Regions from separate parts of the Oncorhynchus kisutch genome. Here region 2 is linked to region 1. Evidence: chromatin contacts called from public Hi-C data. All regions are on one chromosome and are shown on one strand. The core of a region is the stretch at or near the end of the contact, and the rest is flanking DNA. Distances in the headings are between cores, read along the strand shown.

Region 1 (5,914 bases), core at 486-2,985:
ATGGGGCTTTGGTGATAAAACGGATTGCACTGTGATAGACGGCATCCAATTTGTTGAGTAGGGTATTGGAGGCTATTTTGTAAATGACATCGCCAAAGTCGAGGATTGGTAGGATGGTCAGTTTTACAAGGGTATGTTTGGCAGCATGAGTGAAGGATGCTTTGTTGCGAAATAGGAAGCCAATTCTAGATTTAACTTTGGATTGGAGATGTTTGATATGGGTCTGGAAGGAGAGTTTACAGTCCAACCAGACACCTAAGTATTTGTAGTTGTCCACGTGTTCTAAGTCAGAGCCGTCCAGAGTAGTGATGTTGGACAGGCGGGTAGGTGCAGGTAGCGATCGGTTGAAGAGCATGCATTTAGTTTTACTTGTATTTAAGAGCATCTCCGTCCAATAGTCTGTTTTGCAGTGGTATAAAGTACTTAAGTAGTACTTTCAAGTAATTTTAATTAAGTAGTTTTTTGGGGGGTATCTGTACTTTACTATTTATATTTTTGACAACTTTTACTTCACTATATTACTAAAGAAAAGTATGTCATTTTTACTCCATACATTTTCCCTGACACTCAAAAGTACTCGTTGCATTTTGAATGATTAGCAGGACAGAAGAATTGTGTAATTCACACACTTATCAAGAGAACATCCCTGGTCTTCCCGATTGCCTCTGATCTGGCAGACTCACTAAACACACACATGCTTCATTTGTAAATTATGTCTGAGGTTTGGAGCATGCCCCTGGCTATAGGTATATTTAAAATTCAAAGACAATGGTGCCTTCTGGTTTACTTAATAAGGAATTTGAAAAGATTTACACATTTACTTTTGATACTTAATTATATTTAAAACCAAATACTTTAGACTTTTACTCAAGTACTTTTTTACAGGGTGACTTTCACTTGAGTCATTTTCTATAAAAGGGTATCTTTATTTTTACTCAAGTATGACAATTGGGTATTTTTTCCACCACTGCTGTTTTGTCAACGAACTCAATGTATTCGAACACTGGTGGTAACCATATGATCCCAATGTAGCCTAGTAGGTAGCCTAGTAAAACGATGCCCCCTCTGGTATATTCTTTTGCGAACTACCTGGATCCTAGGGGGTTAAGGTTGCGGCAAACACATTTTGGTTGAAAGCATTCAGCTATGAAACTGACTTGGTATCTCCTTTCACTTCGTTGTTGTTTCCCTGTTTACTACTCAAATATATTGAACGTATTGAGTCAAAGACGAAATTAACTACAATACACTGGTCTGAAATATTTTAGCATTACTAGGCTACACAGAACCACCGCGGACACATTGTAAATGTATTTTTTTTCTAGGCAACATGCCTAGAGCTTCCCACTGGGGCGTGGCTTATGGAGAGTTCTATGCTGGTATGGCGGTATTCTAGCCCAACGAGTTCTCACACGGGTGCCCGATTGCTATTAGTGTAGCAGGGCTGCACGCAAAAGCCATAAAGGCAAAGACGGATGGGCTATCAGCTGATCATAGCCAATGTAGATGATGACCTAGTTACCTAGCTTTGCTGTCGAAACAAGTTAGTTTTTACTTGATTTGAGCTTGTTCTGCTACTGACATATGCCTCGACTTACTATCAGTCGATGTGCCTCCTTCCCAGACGACAAGCAACTGTAAAATATTCGCAACTCACCGCCCGGCGCTTGTGCTGTGCAGAACGAGTGCAGCAGCGCGCTTTTATTTTGAAGGCTAAAACCGGAAGTTCCTGTTTTGTATGCCTGCAGCCGAAACAGTATCTAGTTCCCATCCCATGACTTGTATCATAACAGTAGGGAATGGGGGTGGTCAGCTTGATTACAGCTAAACAGAGACAGGACAGAAATCTTACCACAATGCCAGACGGACTTATTACAAGCAGGTAAAATAAAGAACATTTCGTAGCTATCTTTCTTTGACGTTTCGAGGTTGCCTGATAACATTAACACGTGTGAAACACATCCCCATCGTTGTTTACTTGTTGAAGCCAGTCCTTGTTTTTCCCTGTACCAACCCAGGGGTCCCTTTGACTTAGTTGCAACTATTCACCAAACTATTGTGCACATATAAATTAATATCAGCATGTAGTGAAATAAAAGGTGTCATTGACATGTTTGCTGGATTCCTTTCTTGCTGTTTACCGTTGGAACAGTGTCACGATGTCACTCCACAGTTCTGTTCTTGAATGAATCTTGCACTTTGCTGCTCCAGTTTCAACTGTTCTGCCTTATTATTATTCGACCATGCTGGTCATTTATGAACATTTGAACATCTTGGCCATGTTCTGTTATAATCTCCACCCGGCACAGCCAGAAGAGGACTGGCCACCCCACATAGCCTGGTTCCTCTCTAGGTTTCTTCCTAGGTATTGGCCTTTCTAGGGAGTTTTTCCTAGCCACCGTGCTTCTACACCTGCATTGCTTGCTGTTTGGGGTTTTAGGCTGGGTTTCTGTACAGCACTTTGAGATATCAGCTGATGTACGAAGGGCTATATAAATACATTTGATTTGATTTGATTTGAATTACTTTTGGTCAATGTCACAATGTTTTCCATCCCAGGCTGTTGCAGAATGAGGTGACAGGCATAGATCTGCAGGTGCCTCTTTACCAGGAGATCCGTGGTACGATGATGACAGGTCATGTGGAGTACCAGATTATTGTGGTGACTCGGCTGGCTGCCTTCAAATCCGCCAAGCACAAACCTGAAGATATTGTACAGCTGGTGGTAGGTAGTCACAGGTAGTCCCAGTCCCATTTAAGTTAGGTGGAAACATAAGTATTTAGCATCCTGCCCCTGTGCCCCTAATCACCTCAAATTGAAAGTGATGGTGTTGCAGCTACTGCTTGGTGTGAAATTGTGGTAACACTTCACTGTAGCATTCAGTATGTACAGTATGCATTCCTAAACCCTTTATAACAGCTACATAATGCATAATAACATAAAGATTTTGAACAACAACCAAATATACAATTCTAACGGTTAGATTTGAACCCCAAAGCATTGCTATAAAAGCTACAGGCATACCTAGACCCTGCATGTTTTACATGTGTTTTGCAGGTTTCAAAGAAATACAGTGAAATTGATGAGTTTTACTACAGACTCATGGGTCAATATCCGAAGATCACCTTACCAGCCATGCCTCGCAAGGCCCTGTTTGTAGGCGAGGCAGACATCCGGGAGCGTAGGGTGGCCTTTGACGAACTGGTCAAGTTCATCTCCAAGAATTCTACACTTGCTACTTGCCCAGAGGTGTTGGAGCTCTTAGGTAATGTACCACAAAGCACTACAGTAAATAGTATTTTTTCTATAGAGTTTTGGTAAATAACTTGTTTAATTTGCTTGTCTCTGACTGAAACTTGCACTTTCTAACTCATTCGCCTACACTAATGCCACCCCTCTATCTTAATGCAAACTACATAGGTCAGAAAATTTTCAACCTTGGGGATTAGTACTAATACTACTGCACCAAACTGTGATATTACAATGAGGTTACTGTATATCAAGGCAGTCAGGGGTTCAAATTGACATGTATCTGCCTGGCTAGTTATTTAAGAAAAGTATGAATTATTAACCAAACAGAAAAAATAAACAGTACTTCCCTGTAGTGTAGAAGTTGCCTTATTTAATCAAGAATATAATGTCAAAAAGAATATTTGGCTCACAGTTCATATTTCTGTAGGGGCGAAGTCCACAATGGCAGATTCGAAAACCAGGAACGTTGCAGATTGGCAGGACCAGGATAAAGAAGAAGGCTATAATTTCTTTGAAAGTGAGGAGACCCCTGCTGCTGCTGCGAAAGTAACCAAACATGTTCCACCAGTGAAACCTAGGGAAGAGGAGCAGGAACATGACGATGATGATCAGTACCTTGGACCTCTAGGAAATTTAAAGTAAGAGCCTTGCTGAGGTTGTGTTCATTTTAGATGTTTTTCTCAATGGTTTTGGCATCTTCTCAAATATCTGTATTCTGGATCAAATGGTTGAAGGGAAAATATCATTTCAGGCTGTAAATCAACAATATTTGAAAATGGGGATACTTTCTACAGGCACTGTATGGTATTTAATGCTTTCTGTCACCCTTTCCCCCAGGTGCATGAGGCAGAAGAAGAAAAAGCCTCCACAGGCTAAAGTGGCTACCCAACCTAAGTTATCTCTGTTTGATGAGGCTGAGGATATAGATGACGACTTGTTTCAACCTGCAGCCAAAGACAGTTAGTATAAATATTTAAATACAGATTCTGTGTTCCATTTATTGCTTCCATAGGAACTGCAATGACAATGTCATTAGCTCTCTACAAACAGTGTCAGTGTCAGAGATTCCAGACTGACATCCCGTAAATGAAGATATCAGATCTGTTCCCAAGGAAGCTTGCCTCTTGTCCAATTTAAGTTCAACTCATATCTTCATTGTGCTAACAGGCAACGTTAAGCTGTTTAAGGAGCCAGACTTGATGTGGAAAGTGAAGTTGGGTGACCCTTTACTACTTCCAACAGCATACAAGGATGTGGCATCTGCAGATTCAGGACTGGATGAGGATACAGATGAACTTTTCAGGTATACAGTTATAGTTATTTGCGAGACAAAGGGGTTATTACAACATTGTATTAGCCATTCAACATTGTCCTTGTTTCCCTTTTCAGGATAGAAGACAACTTTGACAAGCTCCTCCAGGTGAAGAAAAGTATCAGGCCAGTTCCTGCCCCCAAACCCAAACTGGCCCCAAAGCCAAAACTGCCTGTGAAGCCCTCCTCTCTAGTCTCAGGTGGTAGGGGCCCAGTTGTGGGTGTTCTTCCAGTTGCAAATGAGGTGAAGGATCAAATCGACATTCTCAAGTATATCCAACAAAATGAGTCTACATCTATTGATGATCTGGATCTGTTTTAATTGCCAACTAAATGATAGTAACTGATTAGGACTCATGAAGTTGTTAGCAGGCTACACAGGAAAATAACAGCCTAAAATTATGCCTATGATTATATTTTGACATTACCCAGGATTATTCCATCAAGGATGACTTTTGGAAGTCTGATTCTAATAAAAAGTCTACTGAACATGTATAGTTACAATCAGTGCTGGAAATGGGCCTGTGTGGTGTTATTTATTTTTACCCATATTGCTTTCCTACTTTTTATACTGAAAATACTGTATACATTACCATGATTGAGTGGCTCCAAATGCAATGACTTCACAAAGAAATCTAACTCATTTTTGTAATACCTGCACAGTAATTTTGGATTTATCATACTAAATGTCTTGTTGGAACATATTAATGTAAAAAAACAATTGAACAACAAATTCTCTTTTCTTTTTTTTCACCAAATAAAGTCTACAATTTTACAAAATGGTATGTTTACTTGCATTATTTATTGAAAGCATCCTATATTGCAGTACAATCAGTACAAATTAAGTCTGATATTTACCGAATTTGATAACAATTTCTTTTTTTTTTACGTTCCATCTTAAATACTATTGAAAACCAGGTTATGGTGGTGCCCATCCGAGATGTAAATTATTTTGGTCCAGGTATTACTCAGAAGACAGCATTGTCATAGATTTTTGTCTGCTGGGGCCACCTCTAGGAAGAGCTGCAGGAACACAGTGACTTTCTCCAACAGTCCAGGGCAGAGTTTGTAGTGAATGAATGGCACATAAACCAATACACCACTGAAGATGAATATGGTGACGTAGAGGTACTCTATTGCTGGGTTGTCAATGATAGGTGCCATCACAAGGAAAATCGCTGCCATGATGACCAAGATGGGGATTACAATGGGAACCTGGGTGAATAAACAAAAACAGTGGTACTGTCACAAGAGTTGAGAAAGCAGATGGGTCCATTTGGCCAATTGCATTTTAATAAATCAATCTTGTGTTGTTCAAAAGGACTCAGACCTTTATAAATAAAATAAGGA
Region 2 (6,089 bases), core at 233-2,732, 130 kb before region 1:
TCATCCCACAGTGACCATAGTCATAATCAGCCTCAGCCACATGGGTGTTGACCCGTTCGTGGTAGACCTGTGTGCTGGTGTAGGCGTCCCCATTACGATAGCGTGTGACCTGCCGAGTCCGTCTAACATAATGGTAGCTAATGGCCTTCCACCAGATACAGGGTTTTGCTTGCTGCATCCTTTGGATACGTTCATAAATGCCCTCTACATCCATTTTATGCTGCAGCTCACTCTTGGCATTGCAGTGCCAGCACTCCACCAAGTAGACCAGGTAGAGCATGAGCAGGAAGGCCAGAGGGATGTAGATGTATCCGTCAGAACAGGGGCTGTCATGGTACATCATGGACTTCCCTTTGAAGGCACTGTCAAAGGTGAGGCGAGTCACCTTGGTGACATGACACCACACCATGGCTCCCATGCAGCCGTACATGAGCATGGAGAGCAGCAGGCATTTCCAGAAGCTCTCTCTACACAGGGACTTGCTCAGGGATTGCTTCAAGGGCCTCTGCTGTTAATTCAAAGCATGCAAAAAAGAGTGGATACAGTGTTGGTAAATGTAAACGGACACACCATTACAACATTCTAACCATTCAAGATTTGATTCCTTTGGGGGCTTCTGACGTTTTGTTAACAATATGTTTCCCCCCCTTCTTCTATGAAGCTCCTATTTGATGCACAGCAAGGTAGCTCAGCTCTTACATGAATCAGTCTAAACCTATAGTCAATTGAAACATATAGCCTACCAACTCTTAATAGGAAAATACTTGGTAAATAGCTATTTATCTTGCAAATACTTTTAACCAACATCAAATGATCAAAATAATTGTCATACCCCCTGATCGATTGTCATGAATATCAAATAATGTAGGCTATGCAACATCTGTGACATTCAGCCAAAAACATGGAAGGGGTTGGGTGCTTTATGCCTGAGGTTATGAACATGTTTTATTATAGCAAGGCTTCTGGCAATTTTAAGGCAGCATAATATGATATGAGAGTGGTACCTCTTCTCTGGTGTCTTCCTCGAAAACGGTGGTTGTACTGCTCTCACTCGCTGCCGCAGCGGAGGCTGGAGGGGACATTGTGGTACCGATTAGCAGTAGGGCGTGGAGTTGCGAATTGCGCTTAAATTGCTTGCTCCGACGTTGAGATAGTCGCTTGTATCTATCCAGTGTCCTTTGTTAATTTGCACACAAATATCTTGATTTATTTGCTAATCATAGCCTTTATACCCCATCAAGGCAGCAGCCGAGAGATCTGCTGGCAAACATTTCATCGAATAAAACATGCAGGTAACAGACCAATAAATGACTGAGCTGTGATAAAAATGTCGCAAACAAGAAAACATTTATGCCAGCGGCAACTTGCAAGAGAATCAGTCTATTTAGAATAGTGTTTGAATTCTCCCTCAGTCAGATTGAGGAATATGACCTTGCCGGTATGCTGAAGTCACACTGTCCACTGAGCATTTTGTAGTCAACCTGAACATATAAGGTCGGCTCATACACCTGTTATAATGCCTTTGTATAATATGAATAACAACCTAACAATAATACCCAATAGTAATAATAATATTAGCATGACTAATACAAGCCTATAACAATACTACTAATTCTAATTACACCTATTAATACTAGCCTACTAATAATACTATGTAGGCCTACTATAGCCTAAGTTAATGTATACTCAATACATAACATACATAAACACAACAAAACACACAAAAAAATGGTAAGAAAACCAAAAGGCAAAAGCATATAGCTACGTATATGGGCAAGACATGGTGAAATTGTTATGTTACCTATGTTTAAAAAGAGATGTCTTGAGTGCAAGTTAAAATAATGTTCTGAAATGCAAACCCTAAATGAAACAGCAGATGGCATCGTATGCACATTTTCCACATTTTGATATGTTGCAGCCTTATTCTAAAACGGATTAAATTGTTTTCCCCCCTCATCAATCTACACGCAATACCCCCATAATGACAGGGAGGGCAAAAACAGGTTTATAGATTTTTTTGCAAGTGTATTAAAAATAAAAAACGGAAATATCACATTTACATAAGTATTCAGACCCTTTACTCAGTACTTTGTTGAAGCACTGTCAAGTCCGGGCTCTGGCTGGACCACTCAAGGACATTCAGAGACTTTCGTTGCCTTGGCTATGTGCTTAGGGTCATTGTCCTGTTGGAAGGGGAACATTCGCCCCAGTCTGAGGTCCTGAGCGCTCCGGAGCAGGTTCTCATCAAGGATCTCTCTGTACTTTGCTCTGTTCATCTTTCCCTCAATCCTTTTTATTATATATATTTTTTATTTCACCTTTATTTAACCAGGTAGGCCAGTTGAGAACACCTTTATTTAACCAGGTAGGCCAGTTGAGAACACCTTTATTTAACCAGGTAGGCCAGTTGAGAACACCTTTATTTAACCAGGTAGGCCAGTTGAGAACACCTTTATTTAACCAGGTAGGCCAGTTGAGAACACCTTTATTTAACCAGGTAGGCCAGTTGAGAACACCTTTATTTAACCAGGTAGGCCAGTTGAGAACACCTTTATTTAACCAGGTAGGCCAGTTGAGAACACCTTTATTTAACCAGGTAGGCCAGTTGAGAACACCTTTATTTAACCAGGTAGGCCAGTTGAGAACACCTTTATTTAACCAGGTAGGCCAGTTGAGAACACCTTTATTTAACCAGGTAGGCCAGTTGAGAACACCTTTATTTAACCAGGTAGGCCAGTTGAGAACACCTTTATTTAACCAGGTAGGCCAGTTGAGAACACCTTTATTTAACCAGGTAGGCCAGTTGAGAACACCTTTATTTAACCAGGTAGGCCAGTTGAGAACACCTTTATTTAACCAGGTAGGCCAGTTGAGAACAAGTTCTCATTTACAACTGCGACCTGGCCAAGATAAAGCAAAGCAGTGCGACAAAAACAACAACATAGAGTTACACATGGGACAAACAAACCTACAGTCAATAACACAATAGAAAAATCTGTATACAGTGGGTGCAAATGAAGTAAGGAGGTAAGGCAATAAATCGGCCAATAGTGGCAAAGTAATGACAATTTAGCAATTTACACTGGAGTGATATATGTGCAGATCAGGATGTGCAAGTAGAAATGCTGGAGTGCAAAAGAGCAGAAAAACAAAAACAAATATGGGGATGAGGTAGGTAGTTGGCTGGTTGGATGGGCTATTTACAGATGGGCTGTGTACAGCTGCAGTGATTGGTAAGATGCTGTGACAGCTGATGCTTAAAGTTAGTGAGGGAGATATAAGTCTCACTGAAGTCCCAACTTCAGGGATTTTTGCAATTCGTTCCAGTCATTAGCAGCAGAGAACTGGAAGGAAAGGTAGCCAAAGTAGGTGTTGGCTTTGGGGATGACCAGTGAAATATACCTGCTGGAGCGTGTGCTACGGGTCGGTGACCAGTGAGCTGATACCTAGCACAGACTTTGCTATACCTAGCAAAGACTTATAGATGAATCCTGACTAGTCTCCCAATCTCTGCCGCTGAAAAACATCCCCACAGCATGATGCTGCCACCACCATGCTTCTCTGTAGGGATGGTGTCAGGTTTCCTCCAAACTTGACGCTTGGCATTCAGGCCAAAGAGTTCAATCTTGGTTTCATCAGACCAGAGAATCTTGTTTCTCATGGTCTGAGAGTCCTTTAGGGGTCTTTTGCCAAACTTCAAGTCATGTCATGTGCCTTTTACTGAGGAGTGGCTTTCGTCTGGCCACTCTACCATTAAGGCCTGAATGGTGGAGTGCTGCAGAGATGGTTGTCCTTCTGGAAGGTTCTCCCATCTCCACAGAGGAACTCTAGAGCTCTGTCAGAGTGACCATTGGATTCTTGGTCACCTCCCCGACCAAGGCCCTTCTCCCCCAATTGCTCAGTTTCAAAAATGGTGAAATTCACGCATGTTTCTGAGCAATCGGGGGAGAAGGGCCTTGGTCAGGGAGGTGACCAAGAACCTGATGGTCACTCTGTGGAGATGGGAGAACCTTCCAGAAAGACAACCATCTCTGCAGCACTCTACCAATCAGGCCTTTATGGTAGAGTGGCCAGATGGAAGCCACTCCTCAGCTCTAGGAAGAGTCTTGGTGGTTCCACACTTCTTTCATTTAAGAATGATGGAGGTCACTGTGTTCTTGGGGACCGCCAAAGCTGCAGAAATGTTTTGGTACCCTTCTCCAGATCTGTACCTCGACACAATCCTGTCTCAGAGCTCTATGGACAATTCCTTCGACCTCCTGGCTTGGTTTTTGCTCTGACATGCACTGTCGACTGTGGGACCTTATATAGACAGGTGTATTCCTTTCCAAATCATGTCCAATCAATTGAATTTACCACAGGTGGACTGCAATCAAGTTGTAGAAACAGCTCAAGGATGATCAATGGCAACAGGATGCACCAGAGCTCAATTTCGAATCTCATAGCAAAGGGTCTGAATATTTATGTAAATAAGGTATTTCTGTTTTTATTTTTAATACATTTGCAAACATTTCTTAAACCTGTTTCCGGGGTATTGTGTGTAGATTAATGAAGAACAAAATAAATATAATACATGTTTTAATAAGGCTGTAATATAACAAAATATGGAAACGGGAAGGGGTCTGAATACTTTCCAGAATGCACTGTATGTGGAAAAACTAAGGCAGTAACAAGGCCTACAAAGTTGTAATTGGTTGTGTATGTCAACTGCAGCTATTTCTATTAACAGGCCTACTTAATTTTGCGCAAAATATATCAGAATATTTATGGCTAATTTTCCAATCCAATACATATGGCAGCATTTATAAATAACTGAAAATGTATAACTATTTACATTGAAATTAGGCTAATGTAAAATTGTTTCAGTATAGGCCCATAGACCTAATGGTGAATTATTAGTTAAGTCCATATATTTATACATCTATAAATAAACTAATACATGTTCATTAGCTGTGTGCACTGGAAATAATAACAGGTTATTAATCAATAGGCTACAGTGCATTCATAAGCTCACTATTTGAAAGTGGAGGAAAAAGTACACAATTGTCATACTTGAGTAAAAGTAAAGATACCTTAATAGAAAACGACTCAAGTAAAAGTGAAAGTCACCAATGAAAATACTAAGTAAAAGTCTAAAAGTATTTGGTTTTAAATATACTTAAGTATCAAAAGTAAATGTAATTGCTCAAATTTACTTATGTATCAAAAGTATAAATCGTTTCAAATTCCTTATATTAAGCAAATCTATTTAATTTAGGGATAGCCAGAGGCACACTCAAACACTCAGACATAATTTACAAATGAAACATTTGTGTTGCATGAGTCCGTGAGTCCGCCAGATCAGAGTCAGTAGGGATGACCAGGTATGTTCTCTTGATTAGTGCGTGAATTTCAGTCCTGCTATGCATAAAAAATGTAACGAGGACTTTGGGGTGTCAGGGAAAATGTATGGAGTAAGAAGTACATGATTGTCTTCAGGCATGTAGTGAAGTAAAAGTACTCGAAAATATAAATAGTTTTAAAAAATACCCCCCCCCAAATACTTAAGCAGTACATTAAAGTATTTTTACTGAAGTACTTAACACTAGCCTACTGCTATTTGGCAACAACAACACAAATCTACCAATGTATTTTAACTGTTTATTACAGGTTCATAAACTATTAATAAACCCTATATACACGATGTATTAAGAGTTTATAGATTCAATAAATCCTAGACCTACCTACCTTATTAATATAAAGTGTTACCAAATATGTGTAGCTCATCACTTTGTCTGTGGAAAGGACGGGGGAGACACAAGCGTCTTGATTTAAAAGGTAGCTTACAATTGCTGATCCTCGCTAGGGGCGCTGTTTGAACACAGTGCAATAGAGAAGACAATGTAGCCACTCAGTGTCAGCCAAATCCATGATATTAACACAATCTAAAGAGCAAAGGGGAGTTTCCAAAGTAATCAAACCCGTCCAACTTTCTCATTTACAGCTATAGACCACTGAAAATGGATCCTATTAGGGCTGCTGCTCCTTTGCTATGGTTTTCCCTGTGCTTTGGGAATATTCTGGAGGCAGCGGTACTTGGATCATTGCAG

Evidence for each region. A called contact is a pair of places that touch in the nucleus more often than the background predicts.
Region 2: a Hi-C map of muscle shows a contact between it and region 1, with 5 times the contacts expected there. The contact joins the promoter of LOC109904562 here to the promoter of hs1bp3 in region 1. A contact is called at or near these places in 2 of 2 Hi-C or Micro-C datasets (liver and muscle).

What each region holds. Positions count from the first base shown.
Region 1 is chrLG14:23,158,023-23,163,936 of Okis_V2, reverse strand. It overlaps hs1bp3 (HCLS1 binding protein 3), which reads left to right and starts at 1,735. Exons shown (of 7, transcript XM_020501363.2): 1 at 1,735-1,882; 2 at 2,560-2,725; 3 at 3,059-3,266; 4 at 3,681-3,891; 5 at 4,091-4,212; 6 at 4,496-4,556; 7 at 4,643-5,344. The coding sequence starts at 1,800. The coding sequence ends at 4,886. It overlaps LOC109904168 (b(0,+)-type amino acid transporter 1), which reads right to left. Exons shown (of 6, transcript XM_020501360.2): 6 at 5,347-5,779. The coding sequence ends at 5,549.
Region 2 is chrLG14:23,291,874-23,297,962 of Okis_V2, reverse strand. It overlaps LOC109904562 (transmembrane protein 151B-like), which reads right to left and starts at 1,482. Exons shown (of 2, transcript XM_020501763.2): 1 at 1,005-1,482; 2 at 1-508. The coding sequence starts at 1,082. It overlaps LOC109903205 (growth/differentiation factor 6-A), which reads left to right and starts at 5,890. Exons shown (of 2, transcript XM_020499852.2): 1 at 5,890-6,089. The coding sequence starts at 6,000.